2 separate regions of the Macaca mulatta genome follow, and region 1 is linked to region 2. Evidence: chromatin contacts called from public Hi-C data. All regions are on one chromosome and are shown on one strand. The core of a region is the stretch at or near the end of the contact, and the rest is flanking DNA. Distances in the headings are between cores, read along the strand shown. Region 1 holds the start of OSM (oncostatin M). Region 2 holds the start of RNF215 (ring finger protein 215).

What was found. Hi-C and Micro-C count contacts between places; a contact is called where the count stands out from the background.
Region 1: a Hi-C map of fetal cortex germinal zone shows a contact between it and region 2, with 2.2 times the contacts expected there. The contact joins the promoter of OSM here to the promoter of RNF215 in region 2. A contact is called at or near these places in 5 of 14 Hi-C or Micro-C datasets (CD4 T cells, blood, fetal cortex germinal zone and 2 more).

Annotation. Positions count from the first base shown.
Region 1 is chr10:21,277,750-21,282,268 of T2T-MMU8v2.0, forward strand. It overlaps OSM (oncostatin M), which reads left to right and starts at 1,587. Exons shown (of 3, transcript NM_001194474.3): 1 at 1,587-1,666; 2 at 3,286-3,428; 3 at 3,970-4,519. The coding sequence starts at 1,633.
Region 2 is chr10:21,158,136-21,162,542 of T2T-MMU8v2.0, forward strand. It overlaps RNF215 (ring finger protein 215), which reads left to right and starts at 1,832. Exons shown (of 9, transcript XR_013399340.1): 1 at 1,832-2,225; 2 at 2,494-2,637; 3 at 3,116-3,187; 4 at 3,268-3,353. LOC144331820 reads left to right here. Exons shown (of 3, transcript XM_077950075.1): 3 at 1,571-1,854. The coding sequence ends at 1,718.

The DNA.
Region 1 (4,519 bases), core at 337-2,836, 120 kb after region 2:
AGGAGTGGGTAGGGGCTGAAGAGCAGCCTCCTGGGAGTGGGGTCGCCTATTTTTGCCTCTACTACGTCATCCTCAGACCTGGGAGTGGCTGGTGCAGCCTGGAACCAAATAAAGGCTTGTCGAATGAATGAATGAGTGATGGGGAGAATGGATGGCAACAGCCTTGGCGGTCACACTGGGCATCGGGAGCAGGCATGGACAGGGGTGCATCCAACCTCCTCCTTTCTGGCTGCCCCGGCTCTCCTTGCTCAGGTGCCCCAGACCCCATGCTCCCTCCAGCTGGAGCAGCTCAGGCCTCCCTGGCAGCCTCCAGGGGTCCCACCATGACTCCCCAGACTCCTGAGGGCCTCCTCCCACCCGGGGTTCCTTAGGGTGCAGGCCAAGGACCCTCCTCTGGGCCTGGGAGATGTACTGAAACCACCAGGCAGGGTCTATAGGCCTGGGCCGGCCTCTTGGCCTCCTTGTCTGCCTTCACCTGGGCCTCAGTTTACCCCACAGTAAAGTCGCAACTTGACTAGAGAGGCGCTGTTCCCAGGGCCCTTTCGCAGAGGACCAGCCTAAGATCACTATCTTTCAGAGAAAGTGAAACCTGGTCCCCAACCGTCAAGGCGGTAACTCCCCCTCCCGGCTTCCCCTCTGAGCTCACAGCTTCCCCATCTTCTCCTTCCCCCATCCCGCCCCCTTGACAGCTAATACTTGGAATCAGACCTTCATCTTTGCTTTTTCCTTCAAAGGTCTTTTCCTTTTATGTCCATGATGGCAGCAACCATGTGAGGGGGGCTGGGAAAGACTTTTCTCCTCATTTTATAGTTGGGGGTCTCTGAGGCCCAGAGAGGTTACGTGACTTGCCTCAGGTCATGCAGCACCTCAGCAGGCTTGAATGCTGGCCTCCTGTTTCTCTTGCTCCAAGTGTCCAGTTCTCCCCCGTGGAGCCTGTCTACAGAGACAGGGCCTGGCTTTGGGGAGTGGGCCTGGCAGAGGGTGCACAACGGGGCAAAGGAGACGGTCAGGAGCTGGGCTGGGGGATGCTGGTCCTGGGGCCTGAACCACAATCTCGGGGCTGCCAGCCTGCGTCTGGCTCTGTGCCCAGAGCCCGGTGGTTTCCGCTCGCAGATGTCTCAACAGCCCCGGCGAGAGGGCAGGAAGGGCACTCAAGAAGGAAGACGTCTCGCCCCCCTCAGCCCCCAACCACCATGTCCTGCGAGGCCAATGGCTCCTGGGCCGAGACTGGCCTGGGGCCTCCAGGGGCCCAACTTGAAGTCCCTCCTGCCCATCCCTGGCCCAGTTCCCCGAAGATGGCATGGACCCTCTTCCTCCCTGTTCACCCCAGGAAGGCTGAGGCTGCGGTTTACATCATCCTTGGGCGTAGGGCTGACCTCGAAGAACGAATTCGAAGAAAACAGGAGGAGGAGCGGGCATACACCGCGCCCAGCGCCCATTGGCCGCCTGTGGAAATTTTGGTTTTTGGGGTCATGTTCCCAGAAGGCCTGCCCTCCCCCCTCCCCATCCCCACCCACCTCATGAGGTGTTGGCCAATCGCCCCAGCGGGCATAAAGTGGCTGCCAGCCTGCAGGGCTCCCAGCCGAGAGGTGTCACCCCCAGCGGGCACGGGCCGGAGCACGGGCACCCAGCATGGGGGTACCGCTCACACGGAGGACGCTGCTCAGTAAGTACTTCCTTCCTCCCCGCCAGAACCCGCCTGCTGGGTCTGTCCACAGGCGCCGGTGGGGAGCAGAGGCACCCTCTGCCCTCTGGGACCTGGGGAGGCCGGGCGCCAGGCAGAAGGATGCTGAGAAGGGGAGAAAGCCAGAAGGTCAGGCAGAGAGAGCGGTCCACTGAGAACCTGGCATCTCCACAGGTAGGGAAGGGGCATCCCTGGAAGGCTTCCAGGGGGAGGTGATGTCGAGATGTAGAGGCAACTCTGGGAACCAGGGAGTGAGAGAAGAGGATGGGTGAAGAGGCTGGGCAGGAGAGGGAGGCTCAGAAGCTGGGCAGGGAAGTGGTGTGAGGTGTGGAGGGATTTTGGGGCCTCCAGCTTGCCCCGGATGAATAGAAAGTCAGCCGGCCCTGGGGGCCCCAGAGCCCACACAATCACACAGCACGCACAGCCACACCCACATGGCCACATGCACACAGAGCCATATGACGTCATCTACAGCCCTGCATCTCACCAGCCCAGGAACCCCCACATGCAGACCACAGTCCCCACGGTGAAGGGAGCAGATCTCCCTCATGCTGCACACAGACCCAGATGCACAGCCACACAGACACCCTAGTCCCACGTGCGCTGCCACACGCACAGGCCCCTGCCAGAGCCCAGCAGCAGATACCTGGGGAGGCGGCGAAAGTGCCCTGGGGTCGCTACGCCTGGGTGCCCGGCCCCTCGGCCCTCCCCAGCAGCCAGTCTTCCCCAAAGGGCCGGATGGTTCTTAGGACGGGAACGATGGTGTCACTGCCTTCCGGGCCATTGCGCCACAGGCCCCTTCCGACCACGTGGCTGCTGGTGCCCTGTTGGGGGTGGTGGAGAGCGGTAACTGTATCCACCCCCAACACCTCTGACAGGCTCACAGCATCCCTGGTGGGTCTGACAGAAGGAACCACTTATGGAGAGAGGAGGGAGGCATGAGAGGTCAGGGGAGAGCCCTGGCCTTTATGACCTGTGCAGGACCTTCTCCTGAGACTTGGTTTACCTGTCAGGAAAGTGGGAACATGGACTGGAAGGTCTCCCACATCTGTTCCAGGCTGTGCCTCTGGTTGAAAAGGCGGCCTCTCCTGGTTCTAGACAGAGCTGAGGGCACAAGCCACTCCCGGGCTGCCTGCCCTGAAGCCCTCTCAGGCCCATCTACCTGGATGGCCAGAGCAGCTGACAAGGCAGGGTCCTAGGCTGGTGGCCGGTCCTTAGCCCAATGGTCTTGCAGGGAGCCAGTCCCACCTTGCAGAGAGTCAGCTCCCGAGGTTAGAACGGTGCAGTAGGCAGGATTGGATCCAGTCGGGCGCTGCAGCCTTTGCTCAAAGACCTACTTGGTAAATCGCAGCCACTGTCTCAGTCCCTCCCACTGCTTGCTGTGTCAGGCCCTGGGCAGCGACTTACTGGGGAGATGATGGTGGCCTTGGTGGGCACACCTGTGCACACACCATGCCACACAGTGCCCAGCCCCCGGCCTCAACTACACAAAGTCCGGGATGAAGGAGGCACCTTTCAAGGCCCTCTTCAACCCCCTCCCCGAGGCTCCCATCTGTGGCTTTCCTTGCCAAGTTGGGTGACACCCCTCTTCTCTGCCTTAGGTCTGATCCTTGCACTCCTGTTTCCAAGCATGGCAAGCATGGCGGCTATGGGCAGCTGCTCGAAAGAGTACCGCATGCTCCTTGGCCAGCTCCAGAAGCAGACAGATCTCATGCAGGACACCAGCAGGCTCCTGGACCCCTATGTAAGCACCTGGGCCCTTGTGGCATCTGAGTCTCAGAGAACTGTGGGGTAAGGAAGGGAGTGAGAAGCAGGGAGGACAGGCCCAGCCTCACTCCATATGGCCAGGTAGGAGAACTGAGTCTCTGTGTTATTCCAGCCTTAACCCTGAGGAGCTAAGGCTGGCCCTCCAGCTTCCCTAGCTCTGTGGTCCCGGGGCGGGACTCCAGACACCACCACCGCCCTCATCTGCTTACTCAGTGTGTTTCCTGCACACCTGCCAGGCTCTGGTCTAGGCACTGGGATGTAGCAGTGAGCAAGACAGAGTCCAGCCCTCTTGAAGCTCCCCATTCTCCACAGGCATCCCACCAGCCAGGTCCCCAACATCCCTCCGACCTTGCCTGTAGTGATCTTGGGGTCCTCTTCCCTCTCAGGTCTTAGTTTCCGGATCCGTCCAGTGGGAGATTGGATAGGGGTGCATGAGGTCTAGCATTCCAAGGCTGACTTGTCTGTGAGTGTGGTCCAGGTCCTCAGCATTTACCCTGTGATCCTCCTGTTCCCCCCAGATACGTATCCAAGGCCTGGATATTCCTAAACTGAGAGAGCACTGCAGAGAGAGCCCTGGGGCCTTCCCCAGCGAGGAGACCCTGAGGGGGCTGGGCAGGCGGGGCTTCCTACAGACGCTCAATGCCACACTGGGCCGCGTCCTGCACAGACTGGCCGACTTAGAGCAGCATCTCCCCAAGGCCCAGGACTTGGAGAGGTCTGGGCTGAACATAGAGGACTTAGAGAAGCTGCAGATGGCGAGGCCGAATGTCCTCGGGCTCAGGAACAACGTCTACTGCATGGCCCAGCTGCTGGACAACTCAGACATGACTGAGCCCACGAAGGCCGGCCGGGGGACCCCTCAGCCGCCCACCCCCACCCCTACCTCAGATGTTTTTCAGCGCAAGCTGGAGGGCTGCAGTTTCCTGCGTGGCTACCATCGCTTCATGCACTCAGTGGGGCGGGTCTTCAGCAAGTGGGGGGAGAGCCCGAACCGGAGCCGGAGACACAGCCCCCACCAGGCCCTGCGGAAGGGGGTGCGCAGGACGAGACCCTCCAGGAAAGGCAATA
Region 2 (4,407 bases), core at 582-3,081:
ACTTTTACTTTTCTTATTTATGTCTTTAATCTATATGGAATTCATATTTTGTATATGATGTGTATGTAATAGGGGTCTAATTTCATTTCTTTTCCTAATGGCTAATTGAATTTCTTAGCACAATTTACCAAACAGTCCATGATACTGCCTCCTTCTATCTCCACAAACACAGTGCTTCCTCTGACGTACAGCATCTTTAGATGTGTGGGTCAGTTTCTGGCCTATTTCATGTTCCATTTGTCTGTCTTTAGGCCGATATCGGGGGCTGTCATATATTCCCATCTCACGCTTCTTCAGGAGCAACTTGGTCATCCCATATCAGTGTTCATACAGGTGTTCACTGTAAAATTATTTCAATATTTCTGGAGAAAAAAGAGGTTGTGGCTCATCTGACCCTTGCCCTTATATCACCATACAATTTTTTTTTTTTTTTTTTTTTTGAGACAGTCTCGCTCTGTTGCCCGGGCTGGAGTGCAGTGGCACCAACTCAGCTCACTGCAAGCTCCACCTCCCGGGTTCATGCCTCAGCCTCCCGAGTAGCTGGGACTACAGGTGCCCCCCACCATACCCGGCTAATTTTTTGTATTTTTAGTAGAGACGGGGTTTCGCCTTATTAGTCAGGATGGTCTCAATCTCCTGATCCCGTGATCCACCCACCTTGGCCTCCCAAAGTGCTGGGATTACAGGCGTGAGCCACCGCACCTGGCCCACCATACAATTTTTAAAGGCTCAGGTTTCAGATTGAGCCAGCTCCCAGCAGCCCCAACCCTTGGAGAAACGGACAATAGTGGGACAGTAGTTAGTAGTTAGGACAGTAGTTAGTAGTTAGGACAGTAGTGGGACTTCCACATTCCAGTAGACATTTGAGTTATTTGCTGGGGGTGAGGCAGGGTTGATTTTACACGGTCCTTATGTATGTATGTATATGTGTATGTATGTATGTACGTATGTATGTATGTATGTTGAGACGGAGTTTCACTCTTGTTGCCCAGGCTGGAGTTCAATGGCGCCGCAACTCCCCCTCCCGGGTTCAAGCGATTCTCTTGCTTCAGCCTTCTGAATAGCTGGGATTAGAGGCATGCACCACCACGCCCGGCTGATTTTGTATTTTTAGTAGAGATGGGGGCGTTTCTCCATGTTGATCAGGCTGGTCTCGAACTCCCGACCTCAGGTGATCTGCCTACCTCGGCCTCCCAAAGTGCTGGGATTACAGGTGTTAGCCACCGCGCCCGGCCTATGGTGCCCATTTCACAGATGAGGGAAGTGACCCAGCCTCTCAGTCCTACTGAGGCACTGGGTCCCTGCCTGCTTCATCTTGCCTTGGCCCCCAGCCCCTTTCCCCTGCCCCTTCATCTCCCCCGTCGGCTTCCCATGCCAGTCTCTGGTTCTCTGCCTCCTGCTGTTTAGTGGGGTCGAGACAGGGAGGACCGGGGAAGAGAGGGACGTGACTTGGCCCTGGCCACCCCGTGGGTCAGTGGGGCTGCCGCAGAATAAGGGCCTGCCACCAGGTCCCTTAGACATCCCTTGCTCCTGCCCTTCTCGGGCTCTGATCGTGTCTCTGCTCCCCCAGGTCGCCCTTTTCAACTATTTTCCTGTCTGCCCCGCTGACGCGTCCGCCGCCGGAACACCCCGCTGGCTGCGAGAACCTCCTCTCTCTGACTTCCCGCCTTCCTGCTGCGATCCCGGTTCCGCCCCTCTCCAGCACCCTCGGCCGCTAGCGCCTAAGCTCTCCGCGGCCACCAGGGGGCGCCCGCGGCCAAGTCTGGGCGCGGGAGACGCCAAGCGCCCACCCCGTTCCTCCTGGTGCCCCTCCCCGTCCGGCCGCGGCCCCGCCCCTCCCGGCTCCCCGCCCCGTCCGGCAGCGGCCTCTCTCCCTCCGATCCCCCCGCGCCCGGGACCCCCGGCCCCACTGTTGCGCCAACTCGTCGGGTCGGGCCATGGGCCCTGCCGCTCGCCCCGCGCTGAGATCGCCGCCGCCGCCGCCTCCGCCGCCGCCCCCGTCGCCGCTGCTGCTGCTGCTGCCCCTGCTGCCGCTGTGGCTGGGCCTGGCGGGGCCCGGGGCCGCGGCGGACGGCAGCGAGCCGGCGGCCGGGGCGGGGCGGGGCGGAGCCCGCGCCGTGCGGGTGGACGTGAGACTGCCGCGCCAGGACGCTCTGGTCCTGGAGGGCGTCAGGATCGGCTCGGAAGCCGACCCGGCGCCCCTGCTGGGCGGTCGCCTGCTGCTGGTGAGCGCTGCTGAGCCTTCTGGCCGCATCACTAAACCCCTCTCCCAACCCTCCCTAGAGACCCCGCACCCAGAAGCGACGTTCATCCTCCACCAAGCCCTGACAGTCCAGCGCCCCTCCCCAGGCTCCCCAGGCACCCAGCATTCAGGCTTCCCAAACCTGAGAGCCAGATGCTCTCCGAACTCTGGCCTTGCATCCACTGTGATGACCCCGGCTCCCTCCTCCCCAACACCCTGCCTCCCGCTGCTCATGGCCCCTTGCCACACAGATGGACATCGTGGATGCCGAGCAGGAGGCGCCGGTGGAAGGCTGGATTGCAGTGGCATACGTGGGCAAGGAGCAGGTGGCCCAGTTCCACCAGGAGAATAAGGGCAGTGGCCCGCAGGCCTATCCCAAGGCCCTGGTCCAGCAGGTGCAGGGGATGTCTAGGGGGGAGGGGCTGGAGGAAGGGATTCCAAGGCATCTGCTAGAGCCAGGCCCTCCTTAGATGGGCCCTTAAGAGCTTGCAGAGAAGCTCTAGGCCTGGGTGGGTCACGGCACCCCAGTTTGAAGAATGGAGTCAGTACGGCTCCGAAGCAGGGAGGTGAGAAGAGGCCAGAGAGAGGTTGGGAAGCTTGACCAAGCTCTGAGAGTATGGGATGCGGGGGGAGCTGCTGCTAGCAGCCACTGTGGGGACTGCCCTGCTAGGACCCGGGAAGGCACAGCGCCTCTGGAAGGGAGGCAGGAGGAAGGAAGCAGTTTCCACCTTTGACTTCCAGGAGCTTATGGCTAGTCTGTCCAGAGTTTTGCTCACTGCAGGGCCAGGAACTAAGAGCAGCTGGGGCTGCAGGTGGTGAGACAGGTGTGCAGGCAGGGTATATGTTAGCCTCTTGCCTTCTATCCCTCTGCAGATGCGGCGGGCCCTCTTCCTGGGAGCCTCTGCCCTGCTTCTCCTCATCCTGAACCACAACGTGGTCCGAGAGGTAAATCAGACCAGGCGGTGAGGGTAAGCAAGCTGGGGAAAGGGAGACCCAGGCCTGCTGACTTCCTTGTCTCCCTGCAGCTGGACATATCCCAGCTTCTGCTTAGGCCAGTGATCGTCCTCCATTATTCCTCCAATGTCACCAAGCTGTTGGATGCACTGCTGCAGTGAGTTGGCATTTAGACTTCAAAGGACTGACCCTGGGTACAGAGAGCCCCTGGCTCTCCCATGGGCTGAGGGGGCTTGGGACCAGGGTCTTACCTGTTAGCCTTTTTTTTTTTTTTTGAGATGGAGTATCACTCTTGTTGCCCAGGCTGGAGTGCAATGGTGCAATCTCGGCTCACTGGAACCTCTGCTTTCCAGGTTCAAGTGATTCTCCTGCCTTAGCCTCTCAAGTAGCTAGGATCAGAGTCATGTGTCACCACACCCAGCTACTTTTTTGTATTTTTAGTAGGGACAGGGTTTCACCACGTTGACCAGGCTGGTCTTAAACACCTGACCTCAGGTCCACCTGCCTCGGCCTCCCAAAGTGCTGGGATTACAGGCGTGAGCCCCCGTTGCCACTACTGCTGCTGCTGCCCCTGCTGCCGCTGTGACTGGGCCTGGTAGGGCCCGGCCTAACTGTTAGCTCTTTTTTTTTTTTTTTTTGAGATGAAGTCTCGCTCTGTTGCCCAGGCTGGAGTGCGGTGGCGCGATCTCAGCTCACTGCAAGCTCCACCTCCTGGATTCACGCCATTCTCCTGCCTCAGCCTCCCAAGTAGTTGGGACTATAGGTGCCCACCACGATGCCTGGCTAATTTGTTTGTATTTTTAGTAGAGACGGGGTTTCACCGTGTTAGCCAGGATGGTCTTGATCTGCCGACCTCGTGATCCGCCTGTCTCGGCCTCCCAAAGTGCTGGGATTACAGGCGTGAGCCACCGCGCCTGGCCAACTGTTAGCTTTAAGACTGCCCTTTCGGCTGGGAATGGTGTTTCATGCCTGTAATCACAGCACTTTGGTAAGCCGAGGAAGGAGTATTACTTGAGTCCAGGAGTTTGATACCAGCCGGGGCAACATGACAAGACTCAGTCTCTACAAAAAAAAATACAAAAATTAGCTGAGTGTGGTGACACATGCCTGTAGTCCCAGCTAATCGGGAGGCTGAAGTGGGAGGATCACTTGAGCCCTGGGGGTAGAGGCTGCAGTGAAATGTGACTGTGCCACTGCACTCCAGCCTGGGT